Linked DNA regions of Gossypium hirsutum: all the other regions are linked to region 1. A link is a contact called in public Hi-C data. All regions are on one chromosome and are shown on one strand. Each heading gives the region's core, a stretch centred on a gene start, on an enhancer-like site or on the middle of the called end of the contact. The rest is flanking DNA. Distances are from core to core; before and after follow the strand shown. Region 1 holds the start of LOC107886676 (universal stress protein PHOS34). Region 2 holds the start of LOC107886732 (cytochrome b6-f complex iron-sulfur subunit, chloroplastic). Region 3 holds the start of LOC107886818 (G-type lectin S-receptor-like serine/threonine-protein kinase At4g03230).

Evidence for each region. Hi-C and Micro-C count contacts between places; a contact is called where the count stands out from the background.
Region 2: a contact with region 1 is called in a Hi-C map of leaf, with 4 times the contacts expected there. The contact joins the promoter of LOC107886732 here to the promoter of LOC107886676 in region 1. A contact is called at or near these places in 4 of 34 Hi-C or Micro-C datasets (leaf and petal).
Region 3: a Hi-C map of leaf shows a contact between it and region 1, with 2.4 times the contacts expected there. The contact joins the promoter of LOC107886818 here to the promoter of LOC107886676 in region 1. A contact is called at or near these places in 7 of 34 Hi-C or Micro-C datasets (anther, callus, leaf and 1 more).

The regions. Positions count from the first base shown.
Region 1 is chrA03:106,879,647-106,884,217 of Gossypium_hirsutum_v2.1, reverse strand. LOC107886676 (universal stress protein PHOS34) reads right to left here and starts at 2,781. Exons shown (of 3, transcript XM_016810721.2): 1 at 1,912-2,781; 2 at 1,349-1,393; 3 at 787-1,052. The coding sequence starts at 2,671. The coding sequence ends at 1,386. It also overlaps the pseudogene LOC107888105.
Region 2 is chrA03:106,719,188-106,723,758 of Gossypium_hirsutum_v2.1, reverse strand. LOC107886732 (cytochrome b6-f complex iron-sulfur subunit, chloroplastic) reads left to right here and starts at 2,324. Exons shown (of 5, transcript XM_041101058.1): 1 at 2,324-2,499; 2 at 2,607-2,848; 3 at 3,233-3,350; 4 at 3,651-3,849; 5 at 4,158-4,543. The coding sequence starts at 2,461. The coding sequence ends at 4,186.
Region 3 is chrA03:107,038,936-107,043,506 of Gossypium_hirsutum_v2.1, reverse strand. It overlaps LOC107886818 (G-type lectin S-receptor-like serine/threonine-protein kinase At4g03230), which reads right to left and starts at 2,648. Exons shown (of 8, transcript XM_016810899.2): 1 at 994-2,648; 2 at 323-787; 3 at 89-247. The coding sequence starts at 2,392.

The DNA of each region.
Region 1 (4,571 bases), core at 1,532-4,031:
TAGTTGCAAGCAACCTTAAGGGTAAGCAAAACTCGATTTGATTCGAAAAAGTTAATTTTTTTTCAAATTTCGAGTTAATCCAATTAAATTATTCAATTTTTACGAGTCAACTCGAACAAGTAATACGAGTTTTGAGTAGTATTTTACAATTCAAATAAAAAATTATTATAAATACCCCTTTGATCCCTATTAATTTTAAAAATGAGTAAATTTATCTTTCAACAAAAAAAAATAAAAAAATTTTAAAATATTTATAAAAATTCACAAATTCATACTTCAAAAAATTCTAAAAAAGTTAAAAATTTAAAAATTTTATAAAATAATAAATTTCTAAAAAAATTATTGTTTTCAAATATATATGATTTTAAATATAGAATTAATTATATTCAAATAGACTTAAATTTTATTTCAAGTTAAAGAATGATAAAATAACAATTTTTTCACTTGATTTGCTCTAACACTCAGTCCCTAAACAACGGTATTGCTCATTCAGTGTGGGTGGAACTACGCGCATGGGTGAAAGACCGGCATGCTAATACATATCTAGTTGCATTCATCGTCACATTTCATATCATGAACATGTTCTCAGCCAGTTTCGGTTCTACACTAGTCCAACTATTCAACCAAATCAGGCATCAATAAGGTATGGTTAGCCATGGTCATTGAACCAAATGACCAGGCTGCAGAAGCTGCCTACCCCTGTCCCATCCAAAGATAGATGACCGCTCACTCGACCATGATGATACCAAACAAGTGCAACACCTGAAAAAGGGTGCAGTTTTGAAGTACAAAAATCTGGTATTCCTACGGTATTATTAACATGCCTGAGCAAAGAAATCCAGTACGGCAAACCATATACATATACATATACATATACATATACATTGAACAGTTAATTGTCGAAACACAATCAGCAGGAAGTACACAAGAGAAACCCAAGAGCCCTATTTCTATCCATCTATACAAAGCATACATGTTCGACACCACACAAGGATCTCACTCTTCTTTGACACAACAAAGTCTTCACATTTTGGATTGCCTTTCATCATTTGCTGCAATATCATTGCAGGAGCCATATCAGTAATCAATCATCCTCATCCGGTAATTCAAAATAAAAGCTGACACTTAATTAGCAAAGGAGTTCACTAGATATATACAGAAGTAAAGCCAAACTATAGGTTTGAAAACTAATAATGCATTAAATGGCACATTATCAATATGGGTTTTACATTAAGAACAAAGCGTTTGTTCTCTGCTACTATTAAAAGGCAATTCATAGGTGTGAAGGGAAAGAAAGAATTCACAAATGGGTCTTAAACAGATTAAAGCTTGGAGTCATATTAATTACCTGAATCAGTAGGCACTCGTCAGTGCTCCAAGTCATACTAAGCATCTGATAACAAGAAATATGAATCAATGAGAAGTAATTTTTATAGTAATATACATAATTGTTTAACTTAAAGATTACAAAAAACAAATAATACTAAGGCCTTGCATGTTTCTGCAGCTCTAGAAACAATGGTAACACCAAACACAACATGTAAGGCCTAAAGTATTATGTGTTATGCACTAAATTCCGCATCTCCAAGTCCATAGGCCATTTCATCAGGTTAATTCCAAATGTCTATAATCATGATTTCTAGGCTAAAATATCATGTACTAGTGCTATCCCTTCAATGGTTTAATAATCTTCATTATTTTCATTATCTTTCCCAGCCAATACCCTAACAACTAAGCAAAACCTCAATTCAGGCTGGTACTTCTTACTTCTCACAAGTCATAAACTATAGTATTTGGAACTTCTACCAAGCAGTTCATCATGTTCATAAAGCCATAAAAACTCTCAGAAATGGAACCAGTTGATAACCATCAAACACAGACAAAATCAATTACAAAAACGAAAACCCAAACCTGTGTATCCCTCCTCCGCATCATGACACTCCTGTTCCTCTTCAGGTACCGGCTGCAGCTCCACATCTTCAACAATGTTCTTCTTCGTCACCTTCTCAGCTCCACCATTTCCATTTTCCTCATCAGGGTACCGGACCACTACCACAGGACAAATGCAGTGGTGGACGCAATAATCACTAACGCTTCCTAGCCTTCCCTTGCAGGTTCTTCTAGAGGCTCCGAATCCTCTGCTCCCCATGATCACTGCACTCAGCCCTAATCTCTCCACTTCCAAACACAATCTCTCCTTCATGTCATGGTCTTTTACTAAGTGGATTTTAAACGGAATCTGAGCATCCACTAACGGCTGGGCCAGCGTGTTCGCTTTGGTTGTCGTGAAAACGTCGAAGTCGTTCTCGAGTTTCTGCTGCGACTCTTCGTCGGAGTGATCGCCGCTGATGGCGGTGGCGTTTTCGTGATTATTCGTGGAGTTGGGGGTAATTTGGAGTTTGATAGAGCCCCAGTCGGCTCCGTAAAGGACGGAAGTCGGACGTACGTGGAGGAGGACGACGGCGTCTCCCGGACGAAGGTAATTCTGGACAGCCCAGCGGACGGCATAAGCACTCTCGTCGCTTAAGTCAACGGCGATGGCGATGCGACGCTGAGAACCGGCGATGGGGGTAGAGAAAGGGAAACGTGGGGAAGAGGGCTGGATTCGGAGGGAAGCGAGGGATGGAACCTGAAGGTCGGGTTCCGATGGATTGGGTTGTTGTGGATTCATCGGCACAGAAGACAAAGGTTTTTGGTTGACCTTTTTGGGGTTTGGGAATTGAAGATCACAGAAATTTCGGTGAGCTCTAAAAACTGCTGACAATGGGGAGCCGCTAATGGGAACTATATATCGAATGGGCCATCCAATATTTCTTTAACTTTCTCACGTGCAGTAAAGGTTTTTTTTTTTTTTCAAATTTAATAAAAATAAAAATGTAAAAGTAAAAAAAAAATTAAAATATTTCTTTTTATAAAATTAAAAGAGTAAAATAAATTATTATCACATTTTTTTTATGAGTTAAACTAACCCGCTACGTTTTAAACAACATTCATACAAATATTTATACTTAATATTTTGTCCCTCTAAAAGTATTTTACTTATTATTCCGCTACCTAATTTAGTCCACAATTTTAGAATGCGCTACATCGACATTTTTATTTTTAATTTTGAGTTTTAGAAATTGAACAAAAAAAATTAAAAGAAATTTTAGAAGATTTGTAATATTTGAAATTTTAACTAAAACATTCTAGATATTTGAAAAAATTGAAAATTTGGAAAAAAAATTCAAAATATGTAAATTCTAGAAAATTTAAAATATTTCTCTTTAATTTTTTTTTTCAAATATACATATTATTCTTTTAGATCAAGTACAGCTTCTAGAAAACGTATATCATGAATTAGAGATATCATGAGTTTCTCCACCAGGCCCATAAACTTGAAGTTGCGCCATTGCACCTTGCTATTTTCCCTGGATTTGGTATTTGGGTTTCCAACTGTGATTTTAATTTGTTTATTTTATGTGAGAACTCTAGTTCCGGAGCGTTGCTGCACCTGCATTTTAATGGAGAAAAAGCTCAAGAAACCAAGCTGCCTTTGCGCTAATTTGTTTACTGGTACGGCATTTAAAGCTGGTGTTCGGCTAGAAATTGCTCATTGTGTGATTTGTAAAACTAAAATGCCAATGCCGCTTCAAAAATTATAGAATGCCGTAAGCCAAGTATTTTATTACATGCATTACTTTTTATCGAAAAAGATTTGATAACTAAAATGCCCATGTTCTGTGTGGAAACAAGGCAGGCCATACTTGTATTCTCAACCACCTTTGATTGATACCTGTTCTTCCTTGTCTCAAATAGCTTTGTGGTTGTCCTTTGAAATATGTGTTTTTTCCCCTCCCAGGAATCCTCTTACAGCCTTGGACAACAGGAATAATAATCCATGTTTGAAACTATCCCTGCCACTCTTTATTTGGTTACTCTCCTTAGGAGCAGACACATTCTCAGCAAATCTCTCTCCGGTAATCAGACCATTGTTTCATCGGGTGGAAACTTCGTGTTCGGCTTCTTCACACCAGGTAAGTCTTCCAACTACTACATAGGCATATGGTACGGCGGCAAGGTCTCTGAACAGACCCCAGTTTGGGTTGCAAACAGGGAGATACCGGTCCGTGATATATACTCTTCAGAACTGAAAGTATCTGATGGTAACTTAGGTTTGTTCAACGAGTCCCAAGTACCAATTTGGTCCCAAAATATTAGCTCAAGCAACTCAACTTCTGTAGTAGCAGTCCTTGAAGATACAGGGAATCTTCTTTTAAGAGATGGTCCTAATTCATCAACACCTTTGCGGCAAAGTTTTGATCATCCAACACACACATGGCTTCCTGGTGGTAAGATTGGCTTAAATAAACGAACCAAACAAAGTCAACTTCTTATTTCATGGAAAAATTCAGAAGATCCTGCGCCGGGTTTCTTCTCTCTGGAGCTAGATCCCAGAGGAACCTATCAATATCTTATTATGTGGAATAGGACCGAGTATTTCTGGACAAGTGGACCTTGGGATGAACCAGCAAGTATTTTCAGCTTAGTCCCAGAAATGAGATTGAATTATATCTACAACTTCAGCTTTC
Region 2 (4,571 bases), core at 1,075-3,574, 160 kb after region 1:
TATAACAAAAACTTATATTAAATCTTGATTTTTGCTTCTTAATTCACCAAAAAAGAAATGCTAATTGTAAAAAAGAAAAATGTAATTAATTAATAACCGTTAATGGGTTTTAATTTAATCATGCTAATTGTATTGTTTGTTTTTCTTTTTCTTTAAAATAAGTTTTGGTATAAATATTTTCAAGTCCCATGACCTTGATTAATTTATTTACCACATGGCTGCATCCAATTGACCTATGTGTCAAGAGCCATGTAAGAGAGATGACATTAATAAACCGAATTAAAATTCAGGTACCAAAATCTACTTTTTGAATATACACCAAACTACCAACTAATGTAGGGTGAATTCTTAAGTGAAGCAGGATACCCAATTTATAATTTACGTACCAATCCTTTTCATTCATGCCTCTCTGGCGCATGTTGAAGCTACTTTCTTTATTAAGGACCTAAGGTTAGAGCTCATCGCTTTTCAATTGATGGATACAAAAATATAATATATTTCCTACCATGATTTGGAATCCAACCTAAAGTTCTCTCTTCACATTTAATCAAAAGATTGCTACCAAATCTAGTAATTTGGTTGGTTTTATTATAAGTATTCATATTGTTGTTAGTGTAAAATTACGTGGGTTCGAACATGTTATCGTAAACTCATTTTCCTATTTAAAGGTTAGAATTTAATTATTTTATCATTAAAATTTGAAAGGATGATATGTGTCTTATAACATATAATAAAATATTTAAAAAATAAATATAAAAAAAAAGTACATGACAGTTTTTTTAACTTTGCTTGTAGTGTTAAAATATTACACTGTTTGTATACTAAATATTTACCATCAACTTTGTATAATGTAAATTATTAATGTGTCAAAAAAAGAGCAAAGAATAAAATAATATTTAGTCCTTAAATTTACTAAATTTTCTCAATTTGGTCCTTAATTTTTTCTCTGAACTTGAATTCCATCAATAAATTACTCATTGCTTTGTAATGTCATTTAATAGGTGATTATGTGGCACTTTAAAATTGTACCATGACATCATTTTACTCTTTTAATTATGTAATTTTAAAAAAATATATCTTAATATTTAATTACAAATATATGAAAGTTTACAAAGAAAATTTGAACTTAAAAAAAAAACAAATAAAACATGACTTAAGTTTTTTTTTTTAAATACTGCTTTTGAACTCAAACATAAAATTGACTTTCATGTTTAGGAAAATCACTTTTAGAGTAAAATGATATTTTTAACCATTATTTATATAATCCAATGTATTTTATATAATATTTATATTAATTTTACAATTATTTTCGTATTAAAATTTATTTGAAATATATAACATTATATATTTAAAATATAACTTACATATTCAAATTAAATTTTAAAAAAATTAATATTAATTACTTAAATTTTTTGAAATTTATATTTCATATATATAAATATTAATAATGAATTATAATAAATTATTTTTTATATTCTTATTAAAATATCATAATAATTTTTAATATGAATATTATTTAAATGCATATTTTATTTTATAACATCATATTTAAAATTGACATTTTATTTTTTTAATGCATTTTTTACTAAACACTTAAAATTTAAACCAAACTTTAAAAAAACACTTTTACACAACACTCTTCAAAAACACTTCTAAAATGTAATGAGAAATTAACCCTTAGCATGAGACATGGTTCAAGGAGTGACAAATTGATCCTTATGGCACTATCCTCACCACACATATGCTCAACACCATAGACAATTATCTACTAAATCTAATATTTTTAAACCACACCAAGTTGAATTGATCAGAACATCAATTCGTCATCCCAACGATTGAATTATAAAATTATTAAAATTTTGAGAAATTAAAAATTCGAGTTCAATAATAACAAATTTAACCCATTCAAAGTCTCATTCTAAATCAATACATTGATCAATTTTTTTTATCTAATTGACCGATCTGATTCGGTTCAAACAACATCCACTAAATCACCACTATTAATCATTGTTCTTAGCAATAATAAATACTGGGATTTTTTTTTCTCCACCCTGGGCTCTGCTAAACATAGAGAACTTAAAAAAAAAAAAAAAACAGAACTGAAAATGAATGGAAAAGGACGGTGAGTGCAGGCCACATAAAAATGGGTGTTACAAAGAAGCAAACGCAGAGCAGATGAGAGAAACATATGTGCTACTGCGGCCCATTTAGCTGGACCAGGACCCCAACTGACGTTGCAGTATGTGAAAGTCCTGAATTTTTGTGCGATTGGGCTAGGCCACTTGCAACGAAGAGCGAGAACCATTGTCCACATTCCACAAACATGTGGCAACCATAGCTTCATACGTGCCTTATCTTCTTGCTACGGTGGTCGATAGAACTTTGATCACTCATCTGCATAATAAGGGATGGAAAACACACGCCATCCGTCTCACCACTAAACCCCAACTATTGTTTATCATGGCTTCCTCAACTTTCTCCCCTGCAGCTCCTTCGCAGGTGTATCCCAAAACGTTTCATTACTTTAAATTACTCTGTAAATTATTCCTTCAAGACTTTTTACTGAAGGTCTTTTTTTTATGTGTGTGTGTTCTGGTATGAAACAGCTATGCGCCGGCAAGAGTGGCATGTTCTGCCCATCACGAGCGTTTCTTGTGAAACCAACGAGAACCCATATGGTCAAAAACGAAAAGGGAATGAGGATCACATGCCAGGCCACTAGCATCCCTGCTGATAGAGTGCCAGACATGGGCAAGAGGCAGCTCATGAATCTGCTTCTGTTGGGGGCTATTTCACTTCCCTCAGGTTTCATGTTGGTTCCTTATGCAGCCTTCTTTGTCCCATCTGGGTAACTTCTCCTCCTCTTTCCTTGTTCAGTTCCTAATCAAGTATCGAGATCTGAGGATGCTAAATGATGCATCTAATTCTTATAGGCAGAACAACATGATCGTGGTTAAGTATGACCACAAGCATGAAATTGGTCAAGTATTATGTTATCTCCAATATGATGGTAGTATATATAGAATTGATCCTTTATTTTATCAATTATAAGCATGTTCTGAAACCATGGAAAAATAGTTATTCAACTTACTGTCATCAAATATTAAAATTATAAACCATGTTATTTTCCCTAATTAAGTGGTTGATGAATTTTCATTCAAAAGATTTGGCTTTACTTGATAGGTTATCTCATTATCATTTATCACTGTTTGTATTAAACCTTTATTACCAGGGGACGGGGTACCGGTGGTGGCACCGTTGCCAAGGACGCAATCGGAAATGATGTAATTGCCGAAGAATGGCTCAAGACTCATGGCCCTGGGGACCGAACCCTGACTCAAGGATTGAAGGTAAGTACACATGGTGTTAATTACAGTTTGTTATAATTGAATGTTTCAGACCATCCTAAGAGCATTCAACATGAAATAACGAAGAGCTCTGGTTTCTTCTAGGAAATTGTTTGCCATGTAAGTTCTTTGGCGGTCAACAGTGACTTATGAGCTATGCTTGCCATTGGTTGAGCTCAATCTTTTTTTATGTTTAGGTTATTTGTCTCTTGCTAATGTTAGGCATGAGAAACCATTAACGAGAGCAGTAGCAGTAACTGCATTATGAAAGTTGATATAAAAATGGATTTTGTTTATTTTCAGGGAGACCCAACCTACCTAGTGGTAGAGAAGGACAGAACTCTTGCAACATATGGTATAAATGCTGTGTGCACACACCTTGGGTGTGTTGTTCCGTGGAATCAAGCCGAGAACAAGTTCATATGCCCCTGCCATGGATCCCAATACAACGATCAAGGAAGAGTTGTGAGAGGACCTGCCCCCTTGGTGAGTCTGATTGACAGCTAAGTTATACATTTTTGGTTGTTTCACTCATCAACATTAGGAAAATCTCATCAGGCCATAAACCGCTTGGAAATATAATGTAGATGCTCTTCTTTATTAAAGAATCTTAGAATAGGTTTATCCCTCATGATTCATTGCCAAACAAACACATGCATTTAGTATTGTATTTAAAAGTTTAGGCATCCAAAATTTTTTGTGCTCAGAATATGTTTTTGTATCATTTTGTTATAGTTTCTTTATATATATATATAATCTAATTGTTTATAGTAATGAGTTAATGGGCAACTTTATTGTGTGATCGAACAGTCCTTGGCATTGGCACACGCTGGTGTTGAAGACGGGAAGGTAGTATTTGTTCCATGGGTGGAAACAGATTTCAGAACCGGTGACGCTCCATGGTGGTCTTAAATATCTCCACAACCATTGGCTCAGGCTGTTTGTTGGGTTATATTTGAGATTTATTCAGCCAGTATGTTTTGTAGCGTTGCTAAACATAGGTTGCAAGACGTTATTTCCAATTTAGAATTGGTACAAGTATTCTTGTTGTATTAAAAATTTATATATAGGATAATTATTTGATACACTAGTTTCACAAGCAGTGTTGAGATTTTATCACGTGTGGCAAAATCTCATTAACTTCCCTTGTATTTACACTTTAATTCTTTGGTTTAATATTATTAAGCTTTATTTCATTTGTTAAAAAATCATATATTTGATATT
Region 3 (4,571 bases), core at 1,399-3,898, 160 kb before region 1:
TACCCCTTTTAACCATATAGAATAGCCATTAAAAAAATTGTAATTCAAGTTCTGAAACAAAAGACAAGAAAATTGGGTTGCTAGTTACCTTCTCCCTCGACCTGTTTTCTTCTCTTCAAGTAAACATAACCAATGGCGCTTGACACAATGGTTATAACGATTGCGCTAATGCAAGCTATTACCAGAGTTAGAGACAAAGCGATCTTTCTGGTTGAAGACTTGTATTTCTTTTGTCCATAGCCATTATCTGCAGGAAAAGTGAAGGACCCTTTTAAGTTTTGAACTATTTGAGGACATACTGAAAAAAATGATGTTATTCTACCTTCAGAGCAATTCACACTCAAGTTATCCCATCGGAAGTTTGTATTGCAGAGGCACCTTTTCTTTCCATTGCTTGTTACATTACAAGTTGAATTTGGCCAATCTTTGCAATCTGTAGGTGAAGAGCAGGTTGGTTCCAATGGAGGATCCCAACCTATCTCTACTTCATCTGCATTACATCTGCTAGTAACATGAAATGGTGATGGCTGCTTGAACCGAAAGAAATCATCACCTGAATTTCCAGCCTTACAATCGTTTGCATCGTTGGTTTGAATGATGAATTTTCGTGTTTCTGGACTTATGCTTGTGACCCTATAAGTGCCACTAGGAACATCAAAGGTAACTTCCCCTGAAGAGAAGTTGCAGTGAAAATTGAGGTACATGGCGTCACCACATTTTGGTCCAGTGCTAAGTGGATATGGAATCAGGTTTGTGCCACAAGTCTCACAACTTCTTCTGGTTGATTCTGCAAACATAAAACGACTTCAAATTTTATCTGCATGTTTTCTCAAGGATTATAGTTTCACACAATGTTGAGTATGACCTTAGAGGCTTCTCATAAATCTATATATTGCATCTAACATAGAAAGGGGATAGTCATAAAGCAAAATGTACCATTAACTTATCAAGGATTATGAATTCAAGCGAATTTGAGAAGGAAAAGAATTGTACCTACATCAGAAACGGGTAACCGGACATTAAGGTTACGGCCACCTTCGTACTCTTCCTGGATATTGTTGAGATCTTCCAACCAAATCCAGCATGCAGCAATGCGGCTACCACCTTGTTGCATATTATCAGGTTCTTCATAGGAAAACGCCTGGCACTGACAGTTGCTAAGGCACTCAAATTTGCATTCCATTTCACCCTTAGCATTAAACTGAGAGTCTGGATTCCCCACTTCCATCATATTCAAACTCAAGAACGTATCGATCTTAGCCTTCTTGTCGCAGATTCTCGAGTTCCTAGTGCATCCATCAGAATAATCCTGGTTATTCCAATTTGCAGGGGAGCTAGGTGCAAAGCCAGGCAGACATTTACACATCAAGTCATTGTTACTGTTGCAGCTACCGAAATTTCCACATGCATTGTAGATACTGCATTTATCTCTAGGCTCAGCCCAAATCAAGGACCAGATCTTCCCAGAATCCCACTTGAAATACTGAATTTGACCGGAGAAACTGATAGTCATCCTTGTGTCGCTGTATAATGAGGAGGTAAGATGTGGCATGGACTCGTTGTGGAGTACAACGGTGGTAAAATTTGACAAAAAGAAAGAAATTGCTGATGGCATGGCTGAAGGCATCCCATCAGGGCCAATGAATTTACCAGAAACACCACTTTTCCAATACCTTGTTGTTCTTTTCCAAATAATGAACTGGTTTACTCTTTCTTGGTCTATCTGAAATGTGAAATTCCCTGGAGCTGGATCATCAAAACTTTTCCAAGAAGTTAGTACCATATTTTCATCCATTCTCATCCCTGGAAGAAATGTATCAGTGGGATTATGAAAACTCTCCCATATAATGCTTTCTGAGTGGCTTTCTTGTTCTTCATTGAACAGCACCAGGTTCCCAGTATCTGTCAGTTTGGCTTTTGTATATCCAGAAGGCACTGCTTTAAGATTCGTTGACCAGAAAGATTCCCCATTTCCATCCAGCATCTTGAGGTTGCCATCTTCTCCAACAACAAAGACTCCACTATCATCTAAAAGTGGCTTGTCTCTATTGGCAACCCATACGACCGTTTGCGGGTTTGAGCCATAATACCATATCCCCAAGTATCTCCTGGTGTTGGAGCTTCCATTAGGAGTAAAAAATCCAAGTTCAAACCTTTTTCCTGGCGAAACCAGGCTATCTCCTTCACCATCACTGATCGAACTGTTTGATGTTATGGTCTCTTTAGCAGAAGAACAAAGAATGTAACTGCAAAACACAAGTGTGTGCAAAAATAATGAGGATAGCATCTGTCTTGACAAACGATTCTTGCAGTAATGATTTTTGTTTTGAGTATCAAAAACTAGGGAGACAATCATTAGCTTAGGAACCACCTGTTGTGTAGAAATTTTCATATTCTCTTCTCTATGTAACAAGTGATGTGCTGTTGTTTTCCATTATCTAAAAACGCCCCCACCAAGCACAAGGCAGCTAAAACTGTTCAGGAAATCGACTGTCAAGGATGATGGTGAAATATTGTCGCATATAGCTGGAATAGGATTTTTAAAAAATGAATTTTCCCTTGTGATTTTACTCTTATGCTTTTCCAGGTAGCACCGCCAATTGTATTTCGGATTCAATGTTCTTAGTCTAAAAGTAGTCCGTTGCTGGTCTTTAAACCTGAAAAAAAAAAACCTCATAGAGTGTGTTTGATAGGACTCCAAATCTCGATCTCAAACTATGAACACACCTTTAGAGGGGGTTAGCAATGGCATAGGTAAGAGTGGGGTCAAAAGTGATTGGATGGTTTGGGCAAAGAAGTCAAGGCGCTTGGATTTTTTGGTTATTAGGAGGGACCCCCTTCACTTTAATTTGTGCTTTTTCGTCTTCTTGTGTGATTAAGATATGATAACTGATTTCGCGGGACTCCATGCACTTCCTCTTTTCACCATTTTAGCTTTATTACTTTATATTAGATGAAAGCGACCCCATTTAGACTATATTGTCAATGTTTATGGCTTTTTTTTCAAGTGTGGCAGTCGCTTTCATGATCCAATGCCAGAAACTAAAGCAGCAAGTCGTTCAGTGAGATATGGCAGCTACGTTGCAAGGAAACATGGGGCCAAATGACTCCAAGCACCTCCCTCTTTCTTCCCCTTTCCTCCTTTCACAGTTTTTTTTCTGCTGCCAAATTAAATTAAGATTTTGAGGATAATAAAACGGATTGTAACTGAATTTTTTACTGAATTGAACAAATATTTTAAAATAATTGTTTTCAAAAGCTCCGATAACCCTTTAGGCCATCTCGGTGACTGATATGATCTTCTAAATTCGGGTCTAACGTCTAGGCTAGGTTGGGAAGGTTATAGGTATAGTGGTGGTGTCAGTGTTTCCCAGAAGCGACTATTGTCCATCTTCCTCACTTAAAATCGGATGATAAACCTATCTTGTTATCAATGAACTCCCCAAGACAAGCTCGGAATGATAGGCCTTTTCGTTTCTTAGCCCCTTGGGTTAATCATCCGTCTTTTGCACAACTTGTTCGTGACAATTGGAGATATGGGGCGGACATATTGAGTAATCTTAGCTCACTCACTACGGAACTAAAAAGATGAAATTCTAAGGTTTTTGGTCATATTGTTAGAAGGAAACACTGGCTTGCTCATCGTATTGATAAGGTTCAAGCTGCATTAGACCGAAGGTGTTCAAGTTTCCTTTTGGAACTTGAATGTAATTTGCGTGTGAAGTATGAAAAGGTCCTTGATGAGGAAGATTTACAATGGAAACAAAAATCAAGAATAAATTGGATTCAGTTTGGAGACTAGAATACAAAATTCTTGCATAATAAGCTCTCGTTAGGCAAAATTTAAACAGATTTTCTGCTTTAAAAGTTGGAGATCTTTGGTGTAATGACAATGAGGTTCTTCAAGAGGAGGCAGTCTAATACTTCTCTTCACTCTACTCTTTGGATGATCAAGCTCTCGGCTTGTTCCCTTTGCATGGTTGTTTCTCGACTCTAGATTCTGGCTCTCTAGATTTTCTAGCTTTGGATGTCATTAGTGAGGAAATTTGTAATGCTTTGTTTAGCATGGGATCCTTGAAGGCTCCGAATTCGAATGGAATCCATGCTTTGCTCTACCAGAGTCAATGGGATACGATTAGTTCAGACGTGTAATTAGGTATGTGGAGTTTTTCTGGTCATACTCTTATCTGTAGCATTAATAAGTGTCGAAACCCTTTTAATTTTGAAAAAAATGGGGATCGACTTTGAAAAACAAAAATGTAGAGTCGCCACCAATCTCTTGATGTAGGTGTGATTGGATCACCTATTAAAACACTTTACTCAATGAAAAATAAATTTAGTTTATGTAAAATAAAAAAAGGGGTTCGGGGAGTCGATTATGCATGAGGAAGGGTTAGCACCTTCATTACGCCCAAAAATTGGTACCCAATTGATTTGATGTTATCTTTATATCAAAAGTTTTTTTAAAGAAAAGATTTTCCGAAGTATGATTTTTTTTTAAAAAACTGTTTGAATAGCTCAAAGTAGAGGTCAAAAATCTCTTGTTTCAAAGATATGCAGTATCATACCCA